Regions from separate parts of the Hordeum vulgare genome. Here all the other regions are linked to region 1. Evidence: chromatin contacts called from public Hi-C and HiChIP or PLAC-seq data. All regions are on one chromosome and are shown on one strand. The core of a region is the stretch at or near the end of the contact, and the rest is flanking DNA. Distances in the headings are between cores, read along the strand shown.

Region 1 (2,953 bases), core at 284-2,783:
CAGCAGCATAGTTTGTTCCATACAAAGAGAGTTGTGAAGGAATGTTCTGTTCGCATCATCATTGATAGAGGGAGTTGCAACAACTTGGCTAGCATGGAGATGATGAAGAAACTGTCTCTCACCAACGTACCACATCTTTATTATATCCGTTCATGTGCATTTTAACATTGTTACATATTCTGATTATGTTGATTGTGATGTGATATCCATGCAAACATGCTCTTTTTTACTTGGTAGACCATAGCAATTTGATAATAATTCTGCACAACATGGTAGGAAAAATCATTATACTCTTGTTTATAAGGATAACAATATAACTTTACTTCCTATGTCTACTAAACATATTATGAAAGATGACATTGCTAGAGTTAGTAAAGCAAAACAGGAGCTAAACAAAAGAATTTGAGCAACACGACAAACCTAGTAAACCATCATCTAGTGTTGCATCTAAAATGAAATTAAAGAATGGACGTTTACTTGCTACTAAATCTGATATTATCGATCTGAATTTTACTACATCGTTTGCTATGCATTTGTGTGTAAAAATGTATTATTTTCATTCGAGGATGTGCTTCTTTTTTTGCCTCCACCAGGAGTTCGCTAACATCTTTCTACAAGACTTGTCATCGGGATTATCACCTATTAGGTGGATTGAGCATCAGATTGACTTAATTTTCAGTGCACTTCACATGTGGCAATAGCACTTGGCTAGTAGTCCTTTTGGCCAAAAATTCGAGTTTAACATCATCGATCCAGTTATATTTCTAAAAAAGAAGAAACTCCCGAGTACATAAAAATAACACCGTGTAATGCTTCATGAAAAACACTGTCTAATGCTACAGAGAGGTAGCACATAGAAAAACAGTGCAAAATATCTACAAGCAGCTATCTCGTTTATCCAAGACTTGAGTACCCAATTGCCATCAGGAGGGACTTCATGTAGTTTTATCTCACAGCATCAGCACAAAAGCGCCAACGAATTGCTCAAAGCCCTTGCGCAATAACCCCAGCATCACCTGGCAACTGAAGATTTTGTGAAGCAAACGAGGGCAAAAAAATTCCGAAACAGAGCAACAAAAAATAAAACTCGGAACGGCAAAGGGTAGAGAGATGAAGGAGGTGCTGCCATCAGAAGGGATGGTAAATAACTTGTGATCTCATCGCATCAGGCAAAACCATGCCATGAATTGCTCAAAGCCCTTGCGCAATAACCCAAACATCACTTGGCAGCAAGAAGAATAATAAGAAGAAGCACATCCTCTCCGGGAAGGATGAAAGAAACAAGAAACGCGCGCGAGATCTCGGAAGAAAACACCAGCAAAACGTATCTGGACGCGACGCAGATCGCGATCTGCGATGGCGGCGGCGGCCTGGGTTGGAGCAGGAAGGGGGGCGCAGGTCTTTTATACAGGAAGGCGACCAAGCCCGACGCACCTACCATCTGGAAATTCCGTAAACCCAACCAGAAGACGTCTACCGGTTGTACAAAACAACGCGCGAAGGCGTATTCCTGGAGAGAGGAAAGGGACAGAGGAGTCGCGCACTCTCGCTCGGCTGAGACTGAGAGAGCCGAAGGCAGAGGCATCCAAGACGGTGGCGGAAAATGGCGTGCGGTCTCCTGCCGCTGCTCCACACCCACCTCTCCCCTCCGCCTCGTTTCCTCCTGCCCTCCCTCGTCGCGCCCAGGACCCTGCCCCTGGCCCCTCGCCGGACCGGTGTTTCGCGGCACCTGTCCCCCGCCCCTCCGCGCTCGCTCCCGGACATTGCCGCGGCGGCGGCGAGCCTCCGGGACGCGGTCGCCGGCGCCTTCCAGGCGTCTCCGCCCACGTGGAGCTCGGCTGCCGCGACCAACCTCACCGTCTTCGTCGCGGGCTCGCCGCTGCTCCTCTCCGGCCTCTCCGCCTCCGGCTTCGCGGCCGCCTACGTCCTCGGCACCCTCACGTGGCGCGCATTTGGGCCCCGGGGCTACCTCCTTGTCGCCGCCTACTTCGTCGTGGTGAGTGGATCGGTTGCTGCTGCGCATCCATGGCGTAGGGTTTCTGAATTGCATGTCTGAGGTGCTGTGGTAAATCTGAAAATTCAGCAATGCGGCCGTTTTTGTCACGGTTTAGAATAACTATCCAGGGGTTGCCATCGACCGATGATCTTCATTTTTTAAGAGGGCATGTTTCATCGATGTTCTCTCCTCACAGCCCAGGAAATAATATTTTAGCGATTGCGTTATCTTCGGGGCTGTTTGGATTGCCCTTCCAAAATTTTGGTCGTTGACCAATGCCACCTCTGCAGATCCCTTTCGCACGCCGTCATTTTGGTAGGGCTGCTGTGGGCTGGGAGAATGTTTTCTAGTGTCTTTCAGCAGTTGATGCAAAATAGCAATTTCCCACACCCAAGTTTTTCAAAATTGTACTAAGAGATAAACTAGCTTCATAGAATTGATTACAGGCAAAATAGTTTCGTATTTCTGTCTCGCTCAAGTTTGTACACGAATTGACCGGAAATCTGAGTTACTCTAGATTCGTACCCATGGAAATCTATAGATCAGTGGTGGAGATAGAATCTTTTCAAAGCCTAGGCAAATCGCAATCCGGAGTGCCTAGAAAGCTAGAATGCCATTTTAGGTGCAGTTGCTGTGACATTAACCGAGGTTAGGTAGATCATCCTGCTGCCAGCAATCTGGAAAGGAAGGTTTCACCTCCCCTGCTATAGGGAGAGAAACGGGCTAGTAAGGGGGTCGTTCTTTTCCATATGCTGCTTATGTATGAAATAGGGATAGTCTTGATTTGGCAATCCTGCCAGTTAGGAAATCAAGGATTTGCCAAAACGTCCAAACTTCCTTTATTTGTTCTGCCCTTTGAAACTGCAGATGAATCACGAATGAGTGATCATTGCATGTTTTAATCTTCAAATCAGGTGGAGGTTGTCCATAAGAGATACACTTTTCTGCAGTTTATGA
Region 2 (2,953 bases), core at 130-2,629, 200 kb before region 1:
GCGCTGGGAAACCTGCATGATTTGGGGGCGGCCGACCGCCCTTCAACTTGAAGGCGCTCACCGCTCGCGTTGCCTCCTCCTCCTACCGGCATTAATGGAGGTGCCACCTATGCTCGTCGACGGACTCCATGCCGTGGTTTATGGCCCGTCTCACGGGCTAGTGTCGACGTACGTCGTCCATGCCTAATTACTTGCCGCTGCGGCCTAACGGCAGCCTCACTTAAGGTGATGAAATGCTTCCTTGGTTGGTACTCCACCGGTACTGCCTTGTACCTGTAATTTTCGTGGAAACGATCATTCGCGAGTCACAGTGCGAGCAGACCAACTTTTTCTACAGGAACGAAGCAAGTTTGTGGTTTTTCTCACAGCTCCCAGAGACTGCGTGTTGTTTTCCTTGCATTTAATTTGTTTGAGGTGCTTAAATTGATGACCCTCAATAGTGAAGTTGGTGAAGTTGATCTTTATATCGAAAAAAAAAGAATGAAGCTGATAAAACTACAGAGCAGTTGCACCAGGAGGGGGGGCTTGCACGAATGCAGGTACTTACTTCAAGAGGGGTGTGTGAAAATGCCCTCCTCGGCTTGTCCTATTCTGAAACGAAAAACATGGCACTGTGGCACACGGTAAAAACTGTTCATGTGCTTCACTGGATGACGCCCACGGGTGCGGCGCAGACCCACGCCACACCGAACCAAACCACCGGTACCAGTAATTAAGCATGGCACTAGCAGTACAGAACTTGCCATGCAGGCGATGCAAGCACCATGCAGTACCCACTTGCCATGCATTTTGCCAGTGCGCTGCGGAGTGATACTAACAAGATGCATGTACTACCAGTAGTATGTTCACTGAACTGAACCCCGTTGGCCGGGAGAATTAAATGAACTGTATGCAAAAGCTGCTGCAACATACTACCCACAGATCCGTCTAAGCACTGCAGGCGGGCCAGTGATTAAACTTCCACTCGACCGCTGCAGCAGCCAGCTAAGTGCAACCGTACGTACCACAGATCCGTCTGAAAGCCGGGTGGAATTAACTGTATTTTCGGCCAACACTGAATTAAGTTACACCCAAAGCTCGATCATTCGATCAGTACTACGTACTCCCTCCGTTTCTAAATACTATAAGTCTTTAAAAATGTTTTATTAATAGACTACATACAGATGTATATAGACATATTTTAGAGTGTAGATTCATTCATTTTGTTTCATATGTAGACTTCTATTTATATTTTGGAACGGAGGGAGTACGTAGTAGTGTACTGGACTACTGGGGCTAGCTCGCCCACCAAGCGCGACCAACAATCTATCTATCTACGCAAGTGGAGGTGGAGCGCGCCCACACGAGTGACGAGTCCATCTGCTATCACTGCAGCTTCCTTCCGGTACCGCTCCATCGCCGCCCCAGCAGCCCTGCCCGCGCGGCGCCTATATATATGTTTGCCCAGTCCCGTGTGTCATGTGCAAGCGTGACTCGTGCTAGCTCCTCTGGTCGACCACCCTCTCCGTCCATATCCACTTCCACTTCTCTCTCCTCCTCGTCCATCGATCAATCTCCTCTGCACTACCCGTGTGCCTAGCTGTAGCTACTAGCTAGCTAGAGCCTAGAGCTACCTCTCTCGTCGGAAGCTAGCTAGCTAGCCGTGTGCGTGCGCGGGCGCCATGGATCTGTGGCGGCTGGCGTGCATGGTGGCGGCGGCGGCGGTGGCGACGGTGGCGAGGAGCGACCCGCAGGTGCCGTGCTACTTCATCTTCGGCGACTCGCTGGTGGACAACGGCAACAACAACTACATCGTGTCCCTGGCGCGCGCCAACTACCCGCCCTACGGCATCGACTTCGCCGGCGGCCCGTCCGGGCGCTTCACCAACGGCCTCACCACCGTCGACGTCATCGGTAATCAATTAATTAAGTAACCTGGCCGTCGTCAAACCCAGATTAATTAACCTGGCCGTCGTCAGCATGCACTACCTACCTGCCTGTATATACACAGGAGCTCAGCTAACTACTACAGGGTACGTAGTAGCTAGGATAGATGAATTGTCGTCTACTTCTACACCTACACTAGCGCATTCGGACACGATCGGCCATGGATGTTTATGGCGGTCATGGGTGATGCGTGCATGCATTGCATGCGTATCTGGGTCAGGTGATAGATAGAAAACGGTGGCAGCTGGCCTGGCATTCCGATCCTTCCCAAGTACAGCAGTAGCAGTAGTAGAAATAGTCAAGGTGGGTGTGTAAATAGAGGAATGTGGCCGTAGCTTTTCTTGGCTTGGCACCCGTCACGTCCGAGCGTGGGCCAACCCGCCGATATAGTACTTGCAGCGTTCGGTGAGGGCTACAAGGAATTAAATTTGCCGGGGCGGGCATAGATCCATGCACGCATCACGAACTCACCACTAGCTAGATCCATCGTCTCGCCTCGTCGCGTTGCAGATAACAAAAACATGATAGTTGTTCTAGTAAAGAGATTTCTACGTACGTACGCGCGCATGGTACTCCTACATGTGCAGCATCAATGGTGGTTACGTACGTCACGGCTCAAAACGTTAACCTTGTTGTGATTTTACCATGCATGCAGCTCAACTTCTGGGCTTCGACAATTTCATCCCTCCCTACGCCGCGACGGGCGGCGACCAGCTCCTCAACGGCGTCAACTTCGCCTCCGCCGCCGCCGGGATCCGTGCCGAGACCGGCCAGCAGCTGGTACGTAGTCGTAGAGTATATATACAGATCACAAGCTCACAACCATCATGCTATATACGTACATAGCCAAAAAATGATGTCATGGTGGAATGAATCGGCGCGGCGTGATGCTGCAGGGCGGTCGGATCCCGTTCGCGGGGCAGGTGCAGAACTACCAGACGGCGGTGCAGACGCTGGTGAACATCCTGGGCGACCGGGACACGGCGTCGGAGCGGCTGAGCCAGTGCATCTTCACGGTGGGCATGGG
Region 3 (2,953 bases), core at 302-2,801, 180 kb before region 1:
CACAACGCGTTGGAGCTTGTTGTTGGTGAAGAGGCCGTTGATCTTGGTCCACACCATGTAGGCATCGTCCCCATCGCGAACGACGATACAGAAGATGTCCGACGAGACGGTGAGGAAGAACCACCGGATGAGGGTGCGTCGTGGCCCATGGCGAGGAGGTTGCGAAGCCGTCAACGTGATCACCAAGATTGTACTCCCGGAAGAGGAGATTGAAGTAGGTCGACGTGAACGGAGAGAGGAACGTCGCGGATGTGGATGGCGTTGGGAACCTCTGAGTCGGAGTCGGAGGAGGAACCGAAGGGGTTGATGTTGTGGCCGGAGGAAGACATGGTGGTGGCAGGAGGGAACGGCGGCACGGTAGGGTTTGGGTAGAGAGGAGGGAGAGGTGCATGGGAGAAGGGGCGCGGCGGCAATTGGAGGAGCGCGGCAGCGTGGGTGGTGGGAGGCGCACGCGGCAGCCGGAGGAGGAGGTGGCGCGGCAGCAGAGGAGGAGACGCAGCGCCGCGGCGGCTAGGGTAGGGATCGTGGTAAGTTTGATACTATGTAGAGGAATAGGATGCAACTCTCGATGTATTGATCGGATGCAAGCGACGTATATATAATATACAAGGTGGGATACAACCTCAACTATACAAAGATCTATGAGATGGATCAGGTATACATATATACATGCTAAATAGACTCAACACTATGCATTAAAATTTAAAATCTACTTCCAGTGTCCACCTTCAAATGGCTAAGACAACCACATTGCAGCAGAAGTTTTAACCGCGGTGCTACATAATGTGGCCATTGTTTGGCGCATTGCATTCACCGTTCATGTCTACCAGTAGAAACATACATATAGTCTACATTTTTTAAGGGGATGCATAGTCTACATTTTAGCAAGCAAATAACATAAATTACCAATGTGACAAGGGCCTTCACAAAAGCTAGTAATACTAAACTGAACATGATGTATGAAGTTGTAAACCCAGAGAACGGTTATTAGCGAATGCTGGGGGGAAGGGCAAGCAAAGCGGGGGCACCAACCGTACCTTGTGCTTCAAATAGAAGAGAGATTGGAGCGCTCTCTGCCGTTTGTTAGCCCTCCCGGCACCGCCGCTCCCGCGAGACCCCTTCCTCTTCGTTGCCTTCCTCAAACCATCTTCCATGCCGCCACCCACGGCGAAGTCTCGGCCCGCAGCGCAAAAACCCGGCCGCGCCCGCGCCGCCGCAACCCCGTCGGCCCACCAGCGCGACCGCGGCGTCGGGTCCATCGGCGGGAGCTGCGGCGTCTCCGTAGTCCCGTCCTCGACGCCTCCGAATGGCCAGCACTTGGCCGCGTCCACGGCCCGCATCATGCTGGCGAACCCCCTGCGGCATTCGGTCGACCAGTCACAGTCAGCATGCATCAGCCGCGTGTGCCGAGAAAAACAAGCGGAGGGTACCGTATGGAGAAGGCCTCGGCCGCCGCGGCCGAAGCGGCGGCGGAGGCTGCGGCCATTTGGCTTCCGCCTCGCCGGCGAGGGTTGGCCGGCCGGGTGGGCTGCGAAACTACGAGCGAGAGTGGGAGGGAGAGGGAGAATAGGCCGAACGAACTGACAAAAAGAAGTGGGGACGCCTGGGAGGGTGTGATGAGGCGGGGCCCAGTGCGCAGCGGATTCGACGCTGGACCTGACCAGATTTCTTTTTATTACTCCCTGTTGCGTCGGCAGACGCGCATGGTCTTCTTCCCGGGATTGTGCGCTGTACCGTCGTGGTGGCCCAAAAAGCCCGAGGGGACGAACAAGAAGAGACAGCCGGCCGTCTGAATTTGACAAAACATATTACTAAAAGAACAGATATTATTTTTAACACGAGGAGGGGACCAGAAGGAAAATACTCTTATTGCGTCAAAATGTCGAGCTTTCGCGCAGCCGAACCCCGATCGAGCGAATTGGGCCATAGGCAGCCGGTTTTGAAAACCTTCAAGAACGATCCCTGATAGCGAGCCTACCTTTTTTTGTTTTTATACAGTTTTAGCGGTTTTATTTTGCGTTTGTTTTTATTTATTTTTGGTTTTTGTTTTTCTGTTCATTTATTTTTTTGGTTTTTTCCTGTTTCTTTTTTCATTTCTTTGTTTTATGTTTTTGTTTATTTTTCAAGTTCATATTTTCTTGATTTTCATTTTTTTATGTTTTTGTTTGTTTTAGAAAACTCAGTTACAAATTTACAAAATGTTTGTGATTTTCCAAAATTGTTATTCTATTTACAAAAATATTTCCCTTTAACGACTTTTGTAGCCTGTTTCAAAAATTGCTCGGATTTTCAGAAAATATTCATGTTATTTCCATTTCGTCCATAATTTCATAAAATGTTCATGATTTTCCTAAAAATTTCGTTTGTTTGAAAAAATGATTCATTTTTAAAAATTTTGTATTGGTTTCTTAAAATGTTGATAAGTTGAAAATTGTTCCCTATTCTTCAAATTATGTTCATAAATTCAAAAAATTGGTAATTTTTTAAATAATGTTTGGAATTTCTAAATTTTGATCACATTTTAAAAATTGGTGATTTTTCAAATAATGTTTGATTTTTCAAATAATGTTCTTTATCTGTTTCTAAAAAATTGTTTACAAGTTTAAAAAATATTCGTGATTTTCAAAACTGTTTGCCTATTTGAAAAAATGTTTGTCTTTTCCAACTTTTCTTCTAGGTTTGAAAAATTGCTCAGATGTTCAAAAAATGTTCATGTTTTTTCAGTTTGTTCATTATTTCATAAAATATTCATGATTTTCATAATAAGTTTGCATGCTTGAAAATTTGTTTCACTCTTGTAATTTTTGTCTAGGTTTCTCAAAATGTTGAGAAGTTGAAGTTTGTTCCCCATTTTTCAAATTTTGTTCACAAACTCAAAAATTGTTCGTGGTGTTTTAAATAATGTTTGCATTACAAAAAAATCACATTTTTAAAAAATGTTCCTATTTTCACA

The links. Hi-C and Micro-C count contacts between places; a contact is called where the count stands out from the background. HiChIP or PLAC-seq counts read pairs in DNA pulled down with a chosen protein or histone mark.
Region 2: a contact with region 1 is called in a Hi-C map of leaf, with 4 times the contacts expected there. The contact joins the promoter of LOC123444332 here to the promoter of LOC123444334 in region 1. A contact is called at or near these places in 2 of 6 Hi-C or Micro-C datasets (leaf and seedling).
Region 3: an H3K4me3 HiChIP or PLAC-seq map of embryo shows a contact between it and region 1, with 7 times the contacts expected there. The contact joins the promoter of LOC123444331 here to the promoter of LOC123444334 in region 1. A contact is called at or near these places in 1 of 6 Hi-C or Micro-C datasets (seedling) and 1 of 1 datasets of contacts at active chromatin or transcription factors (embryo).

Annotation. Positions count from the first base shown.
Region 1 is chr3H:471,443,344-471,446,296 of MorexV3_pseudomolecules_assembly, forward strand. It overlaps LOC123444334 (protein VTE6, chloroplastic), which reads left to right and starts at 1,534. Exons shown (of 5, transcript XM_045121020.1): 1 at 1,534-1,996. The coding sequence starts at 1,604.
Region 2 is chr3H:471,244,789-471,247,741 of MorexV3_pseudomolecules_assembly, forward strand. It overlaps LOC123444332 (GDSL esterase/lipase At5g45670-like), which reads left to right and starts at 1,380. Exons shown (of 3, transcript XM_045121017.1): 1 at 1,380-1,893; 2 at 2,582-2,706; 3 at 2,823-2,953. The coding sequence starts at 1,662.
Region 3 is chr3H:471,260,847-471,263,799 of MorexV3_pseudomolecules_assembly, forward strand. It overlaps LOC123444331, which reads right to left and starts at 1,552. Exons shown (of 3, transcript XM_045121016.1): 1 at 1,431-1,552; 2 at 1,038-1,356. The coding sequence starts at 1,486.